2 separate regions of the Xenopus laevis genome follow, and region 1 is linked to region 2. A link is a contact called in public Hi-C data. All regions are on one chromosome and are shown on one strand. The core of a region is the stretch at or near the end of the contact, and the rest is flanking DNA. Distances in the headings are between cores, read along the strand shown.

The links. A called contact is a pair of places that touch in the nucleus more often than the background predicts.
Region 1: a Hi-C map of the XTC cell line shows a contact between it and region 2, with 4 times the contacts expected there. The contact joins the promoter of LOC108698659 here to the enhancer-like site in region 2. A contact is called at or near these places in 2 of 4 Hi-C or Micro-C datasets (the XL177 cell line and the XTC cell line).

The regions. Positions count from the first base shown.
Region 1 is chr8L:72,719,271-72,723,184 of Xenopus_laevis_v10.1, reverse strand. It overlaps LOC108698659 (mRNA decay activator protein ZFP36L1), which reads right to left and starts at 2,130. Exons shown (of 2, transcript XM_018230315.2): 1 at 1,889-2,130. The coding sequence starts at 1,954.
Region 2 is chr8L:72,647,554-72,651,116 of Xenopus_laevis_v10.1, reverse strand. No RefSeq gene overlaps it. Among protein-coding and RNA genes, the nearest start is that of med29.L, 13 kb to the right of the region's middle. Within about 2 kb of position 1,381, at least 1 of the 7 cell types and tissues checked has an H3K27ac peak or open chromatin away from gene starts, as enhancers often do.

The sequences.
Region 1 (3,914 bases), core at 881-3,380, 71 kb before region 2:
AATTATTGTAAAATACGTCTAAGATTACTCATATGTGGAACTTAAGAGGTTCCAAAACTATGAGCCCGAAAAGGTGCACATAACTGGGGCTGGGGGGTGGTGAGGGAGAGAAGACCATGTCAGGAATTGTTTTCAAAATTCACAAAATAAACTTGGTTGCACAAACATATGAGCTAAAGCATTCCACAAATTACAGTCTACAGAAGGGGGAAAATGTGCTGCAACTGACATGGTTTTCCGAGTCTGGGGAAATGTTTCTTCTAATTTTGAAGGCAGCATCCTTTGGACAAAAAAGTTTGAATGAAAAAGAAACCAAATCCAATTATAATGTCATAAGCTTATGTGAATGAATAGCCTCTGTAAAGCATGATCTAGGAGATATATATACATATACACACACAAGATAACAGCTTTCCTGTAGTGTCAAGCAGCGCCATATTACCTACTAGCATTTGTCTTAGCGCCACTAACAGTCATGGGCCTTAGATAAACGCCCCTCACAAGTCCACCAGTAACTATACTAGAACGAGCAAGCATGCACAGAAGTAGCTTTCAAGATAAACCTCATTAGTATTAAACTACTTTACTTAATAATATGCCTGGTTATCATTTATTTATATAGTGTGGACATATTCCACAGCAGTATACAACACTCACATCAGTCATTGTCCCAGAGAAAATTCCCATAACATTCTAACCTCTATGGACTATTTATTTAGTTTACTCACAGTACAGAGGTCCCGAAACAGACAGACACTGCAACAGAGGTCACATCAATGCTTTAAAGGAATAACATCTGCTCTTGGAGTTCTCATTTTACCCCCAACCACCCTTACATGGGTATGTGCACAAAAAAACCTCTCTTTTGCAAGGCACCATGTTAGCTCATAAAGTGAGTACAGATATCAGTATGTCATAGTTTCAAGTATGTCTATAACTGCAAATACACCTCAAATCTATCCTTGACGCTCAAGCTGGGCTTTCATGTGTACGGTACCTAGAAAACACAATGGCCATTGTCCCAAATTCTCAACTTTGCCAGCCTTTAGGCTGAGCCTCAGCTGCCATTGCTCCAAACCCCAGTACAGAGGCCAGCTCCACAGTTTGGGAACCACTGGCTAGAGAGAATGTTGGGTCAGTTTCAAAATTCCTGCATACTAACACACAAAGCAGGTCTAAATGAAAGCAAGATGTCCAGTTTTCGGATACCTGTTGCTGTGCTTTATTACATGATGCAACCCCTCAAATAAAGACTTTTGTATTCAATAGACAGCCTGACTGCACACACACACACAGCTCTCATGTACAGCAGGGCAATGGCACACGTGACCTCCGCACTGCAAGCAAGTCCTTCCAGCATACGCCATCTCCCATAATCCTTTAATCCAAATCTATAGTTGGAGAGAGTCGCTGGGTGCCAAGGAACCTATACATTATAAGGAAATATGTGCCTTCTGATTTCAAAACAAAACCAGAACAAACATTTGCATTGTGAACATTTCCCCGGTGTATTTGTGCAAGAGTAAGGTTTCTGAACCTGCACGTATTTTGCAGGCGGAAAAACAATACATTGTGCCTACTTTGTGGCGTTTAAATCAACTGCAATGCAATGCCTTCCTAATTTATTAGAGTGGCCGCTTCTACACGATACTCCCACTACATACGTCCCCCCACAAGTGCTTCCACCACCCCCCGAGAGAAGTGAAGCAAACAACACGCTCCTGCGCCACCGACCGCTCTTGGCAGGAAGTGCGCACTTTCACACAGACCTGATGTAAGTGACTTGAGATTAGTCTTTAAAATGAAGTGTGTGTGGCGTAAAAGAAAGCTATTATTAGCGTGGTAAAAAGTTTGTGTGCACTCGTAAAGTGGCAGGCAGTTCCATTACCTTGGATAAGTTGGTATCCAGCTCCTGGAATGGGCTGAGCAGGCTGGAGAGCATGGTGCTGGGCATTTGCTGCTCGACTCCTCGTGCTAAACGTGTATAGATGGGGTCGTTCCTTGAGATCGCAGTCTCCCCAGCGACCAACACCCGGTTTGGAAAAGTATGGTTCTAATGTGGACACACTACTAGGAGCCACTATTCTATTTGGTTTGATCAGACTCCTCCCACCCTAACACTTGCCCTTTCCATTGGAAGGATGCTTGTTGCAGATGCTCTATTATTCGGGCCATGAAAAGAGCTGGCTAATCCCATTACTCTCTTCTTCATTAGCATGATTAGTTGCCTCTTTCAAAAGGTGGGCCTCTCTGAGCTAACTTCTGTGCTTATTTGCACCCTGACAATTCTACAAAACAAGATGTCCCCTTCATCTCCCCAAAACGATACAGTGTCAACAGAACCATAGAACATATTAATGGATTACTTAGTTCGGAAGGCTCTTCATCTACATGTGACTGCAGTCTGTCAGGCCAGTGTCAATAGTTGGAAGTTAATGAGACTCAAAGCAAAATCATTATGAGTAAGACACTTTTAATAAAAAATATATTCAAACTAGTTATAGATCCTTCCAAAGTGGCGGGCCCCCTGCATATCCTGCGGGCCCCCTGCATATCCTGGGGTCCCCACTCATCACAGGGTCTGCTTGCTCAATAGTTCTGCCTCAGGCAATGGAAATACAGCCCTATTGTAATGGAAATACAACCCTATTGTAATGGAAATACAACCCTATTGTAATGGAAATACAACCCTATTGTGTGGCCCAGTCTGATACACCTAGTTGAGTTTGGAAATAGCTGTAAAGTCTTGGGAAGGCTAAAAGCTTTGGAACACGCAGGATGTTCACCATCAGTAGGGTTGCCACCTTTTCTGAAAAAAAAAACCCGGCCTATATATTTTTCTTTTTTCCTTATTAATAACATTGGGATCAACCATCATTTTTACCGGCCAGGTGGCAACCCTAACCATCAGTGGCATAACTAGATGTTACTGGGCCCCACAGCATTGCCCTATTTTACCAAATATATGTTGAAATTGCTCATTATTTGAGCCTCATAGGGGCCCCCTATGCCTCCTGGGCCCTCCTGCAGCCACAGGGTCTGCTTCCTCTAGAGTTACGCCCCTGCTGCCTGTGTCCACAAGCCATTTAAATATATGAAGACACAGAGTTTCTTAAGCTATATGGAAATAGTACTTACAGATAGTCATATAAGTAGGGGAGTGCACCCTGTGGCTGCTGAAGGGGGCTCAGTTGGGTTCAATTTGCCTTACACATCATAGTACCTGGATAGCAGTTCGGGTCAGTGGGCCTCCATACTCATACCAATAATCATACAGAATTAATATTATTGGTACAGTATATGGCCAGCTTCACTCAAATGCCAATGCACCACACACCCACCAATAAGTTGCTTTGTAGGTCTTTCAAAATGTGTCCTGCCCCAGACAATTCATACATGACTACCGTAAATGGTCAAGCAGTTTTAGTGTTGCTGCTTTTATGAGTATAATGAGGGAGGCAAAGAATTATAACAGACCCCCCCCTCCCCTTATTAATCCCAGTAGTATTCAAGACAGCAAAAAAATTATCTCAAATTCAATCTCACATCCAACTCATTGCTTCAGGCCCATGAAGGGCGCCTCTGGAATAGAGATTTGTTTATTTTCTCGTCGGTTCTGTACTAATCCTGGTACTGGTCAGTATATACGGTAGATCATCTGTTTATGTTTTCAGTATACTTATTAAGTACATACAGACAGCCAGGGGGCATCTTTACAGAACAATATCCCTGGGGGGTGGAATGCCTGACTTATCTTATTAAGCAAATTTAGCCTTCCCCTATCTGATTCAATACAGCATTTACCTTTCTTTTTACACAAAAGTTCCCCATAGACGGAAAGATCTTTGCTGAACGACCGATTTTAGCGAAATCCGACCAATCCGTCAAATTATTGTGAAGTTAGTGGGAATCGA
Region 2 (3,563 bases), core at 132-2,631:
AGCTTGCACTATTGTGGCTAATCTATTGACAAACTGCTTCGGTAGCTTTCCTTCTCCTTTAAGGCACAAAATGTCTCATTTTGGGTTAAGTGCAGTGTATTTGCTAACATTCTAATTAATATTTTCATATTTAAAGGCAAAACAATAGGATCAAAAAGAAAAAAAAAGTATAAAAACAAAAAAATCAGCAAAGAAAAAACATTCAGTGATAACAGGGCACACCAAGATTGGAGTTTATACTAGTGAGGCATCTATTGCCAAGAATATAAACATTTTTTCCCACAGAATACTCAATTTATTTTAATTGGTGACTAATAAGTGACAACTAATTTCTTGTAGGTATGAAATAACTATGGTCAGATAGTGAAAGACAGTACACATGACACCCAAAACAGCTGAGAACAAAGAGGGAGAAGTAGGACATAGAGGGAGAGGAAGGATGGAATGTGGGTGCAATAGGAGAAGTGGCACACATAAGCATGCTTATTGCACCCTATCCAAATCCAAGACCAGTCTAAAGGTGGCCATACATGGGCTGAGTGGGCAGCTTATTGGCCCATGTATGGGGACCACCAATGCAATGTTTCTTCAAAAATATTCTTTTGTGAGCACACAAGTTTAAAATGTGCGCACAAAAGAATATTTTTGTGTGCATAGCTAAAAAGGAATTAGAAGAAACATTGCGTTGCATTAAAAACTGGGTGTGCAGGTCAGAATAAATGCAAAATGTTGTGTATTCACATAAATTTCTTTGTGAGCACTACAACTTTTTGTGTGCACATGAGCACACAGCTTAGAGGGAACATTGCGTGTACAGGCTTGACCAATATCTTGCAGAAAATCGTCCAGATATCGATTGAGCAGGTTTAAAAATCCTGTTGTCCCAGCAGACTGCATTGCCAGTGATCTGAACACGTACAAGAGTATACCCTATTTTGTGTCCCTCTGCCATATGGTCCTGGGATAAATTTCCAACAAAAGGTGACACAGGCTCCACACTGAGTTTTCAGAAAGAAGAGCTGAAAGAAAAGATCCTGCCTCTCATATACTAAATCTCTTCTATAACACAGAGTGACCTTTGTAAGGACAGTGAGTGCTAAGGCTAAAGGATATTTGCTTTGCTATAACATAGTGCTACCAGGACTAACTGGGATTTCCCCTTTGAATAGGGAAACTTCTATTTGTGCTGAAGCATTCATCGAACAATTAATGAATGTTTAGCAATAAGCCGAGTCACTGAGCTCTAAAATACAGGCTCCTCCTTCTCCCGAAATGCTTTTCCCTCTGCTAGATTCAGTCTGGATTTCCCCTGCTCACTTCCCACAACTATTCAGGAAACCACGACAGCCTAAAATCCTGTAGAAATGGGCTCTCTGTGCTCTTGCCCGTATACTCTGTCAGTCACGCAACACTCACACACTTGGGAGCTGGATTCAAACACCAAACATGTCTTAAAGAGATTTCAGTTTCTAGCTTATCCAAGTTTCAGTCTCAGTTCTGGTATCCCTAGGATATGAACCTTTGTAGTTGTATAATGGGTACAAATACAGTGAGATTTAGCATGCTAGTGACCATGTATCCTGTAAGCCGTGTGTAGTACGAGTTAGTAAAAGACCCCTGTCTCTGTACTATGTGCTGCTTACAGGATACAGGGTCACAAGATGTACTAGAACAGGTATAGGACCTGGTATCCAGAATGCCTGGGACCAGGGTTTTCCAGATTAGAAATCTTGCCCTTATTTAAATCACCATACTTTAAGGGCAGAGACCCAGCGACAAATCTCTTCTTTGGGGCGACTAATCTCCCCAAACTGCCTCCCGCCAGCTAGAATGTAAATCGCCTGCAGGATGGCAATTTGTGCACTTCATTTTCCGAAGTTGCCGAAAGCTGCCGCACGAGGAAACTTCGGGCGACTTCGGAAAATGAAGAGCTCAGAGCGCCATCCTGCCGGCAATTTAGATTCTAGCCGGAACGAGACACTCCGGGGAGATAAGTCTCCCCTGAAGAAGAGGTGATTTACCACCAGGCCACTAAATCTCCCCGAATCTAAGAGTGTGTCTCTGCCCTTAATCTACTATAAAATAATGTAAACATTAAATAAACCCAATAGGACTATTTTATCTCCAATACATATTAATTAGATCTTACATGGGATTAAGTACAAGGTACAGTTTTATTATTAGAGAAAAAAAGAATTCCTTTTTTTTTAATGTAATTAAAATGGAGTTTATGAGAGACGGCCTTCCTGTAATTCAGAGCTTTCTGGATAACCAATCCCATACCTGTACATGTTACTGGAGAGGCTACAGTGTGAATAATTTCATTTCTACCTAGGTGTCCCATGTAAAATGTAACCCCACTAACCTTCTTGAATTTAGCAATTGGAATTTACATCCTCAAGCTGTAGCTACAAATGTCTAAATTGTTCCGGTTATTTATACCCTCATCCTAACTGCCTCCGATCCATTCTCTTTATGTAAAAAGAAGATATATTTCCATTTGTGCAATGAACAGCTGTCAATCTAAAGCTTGTAATCCATGCATAAATCATACAGTGAAACTAACAAATCATTACATAATTCGACTCACATACATTTGACCCTGGGGCTAGGAATTAGATCACAAAGTAGAGGTTTTCCTCCCACACTGATCAATATCTCATAAGCCATGTATTATTCCACAGAAAAATAAGAGGAGGAAGGCCTTGCATAAGGAATTGGGAGAGTGAATGGATTACTGATTTTGAAGGCACAGGGCTGCTGGCCATGGGAAGCAAAATGCAAATGGCGTCCAACATAAATACAGTTATGGGATCCGTCATCTGTAAACCCATTATATATTTACATGATTTTCTAGTAGACTTAAGGTATAAAGATCCAAGTTATGGAAAGATCAATTATCCGTAAAACCCCAGGTCCTAAGCATTCTGGATAGCAGGCCCCATACCTGTATTGGAAATCAGTTGAAACAAAGGCTTAGAATAGATGGTCTTAAAGAAGTTAATTTAAAGATGAACTTTACTTGAATTAATTTGCTATGTATGCATATGGCACAGTGGTTGCTTTAGACTCATTTTAGGGCTAATGCACATGGGGCATTTTTTAACCTGCACAATTTCTCACTGGTGGGTGGGGGTGACAATGCCATCTTATATTTTCCTTCATAGGCTCACCATGTAATCTCTCTGACCTTGCCAGTGCAATCATTTGAAATTGGTACACATTGGCAGGGTCAAATCAATTACAAGGTAACTTATAGAACTTGCATTGGGCCCAGCTAGTTCAAAGCTATGGAGCTAGCAGCTAATGGGATAATTTTATAATCACCATGCGTCACTTTACTCAGTCTAAGGCAGGGATCCCCAACATTTTTTTTACCCATGAGCCACATTCAAATGTAAAAAAAGTTGGAGAGCATGGATAAGCATGAAAATTGTTCTCGTGTGCCAAATATGGGCTGTGATTGGCTTATTGGTAACCTCTATGTGGACTGGCAGCTTACATGAGCCTCTGATTGGAAATACATGGTTTGTATGCAACTAAAACTTGCCTGCAAGCCAGGA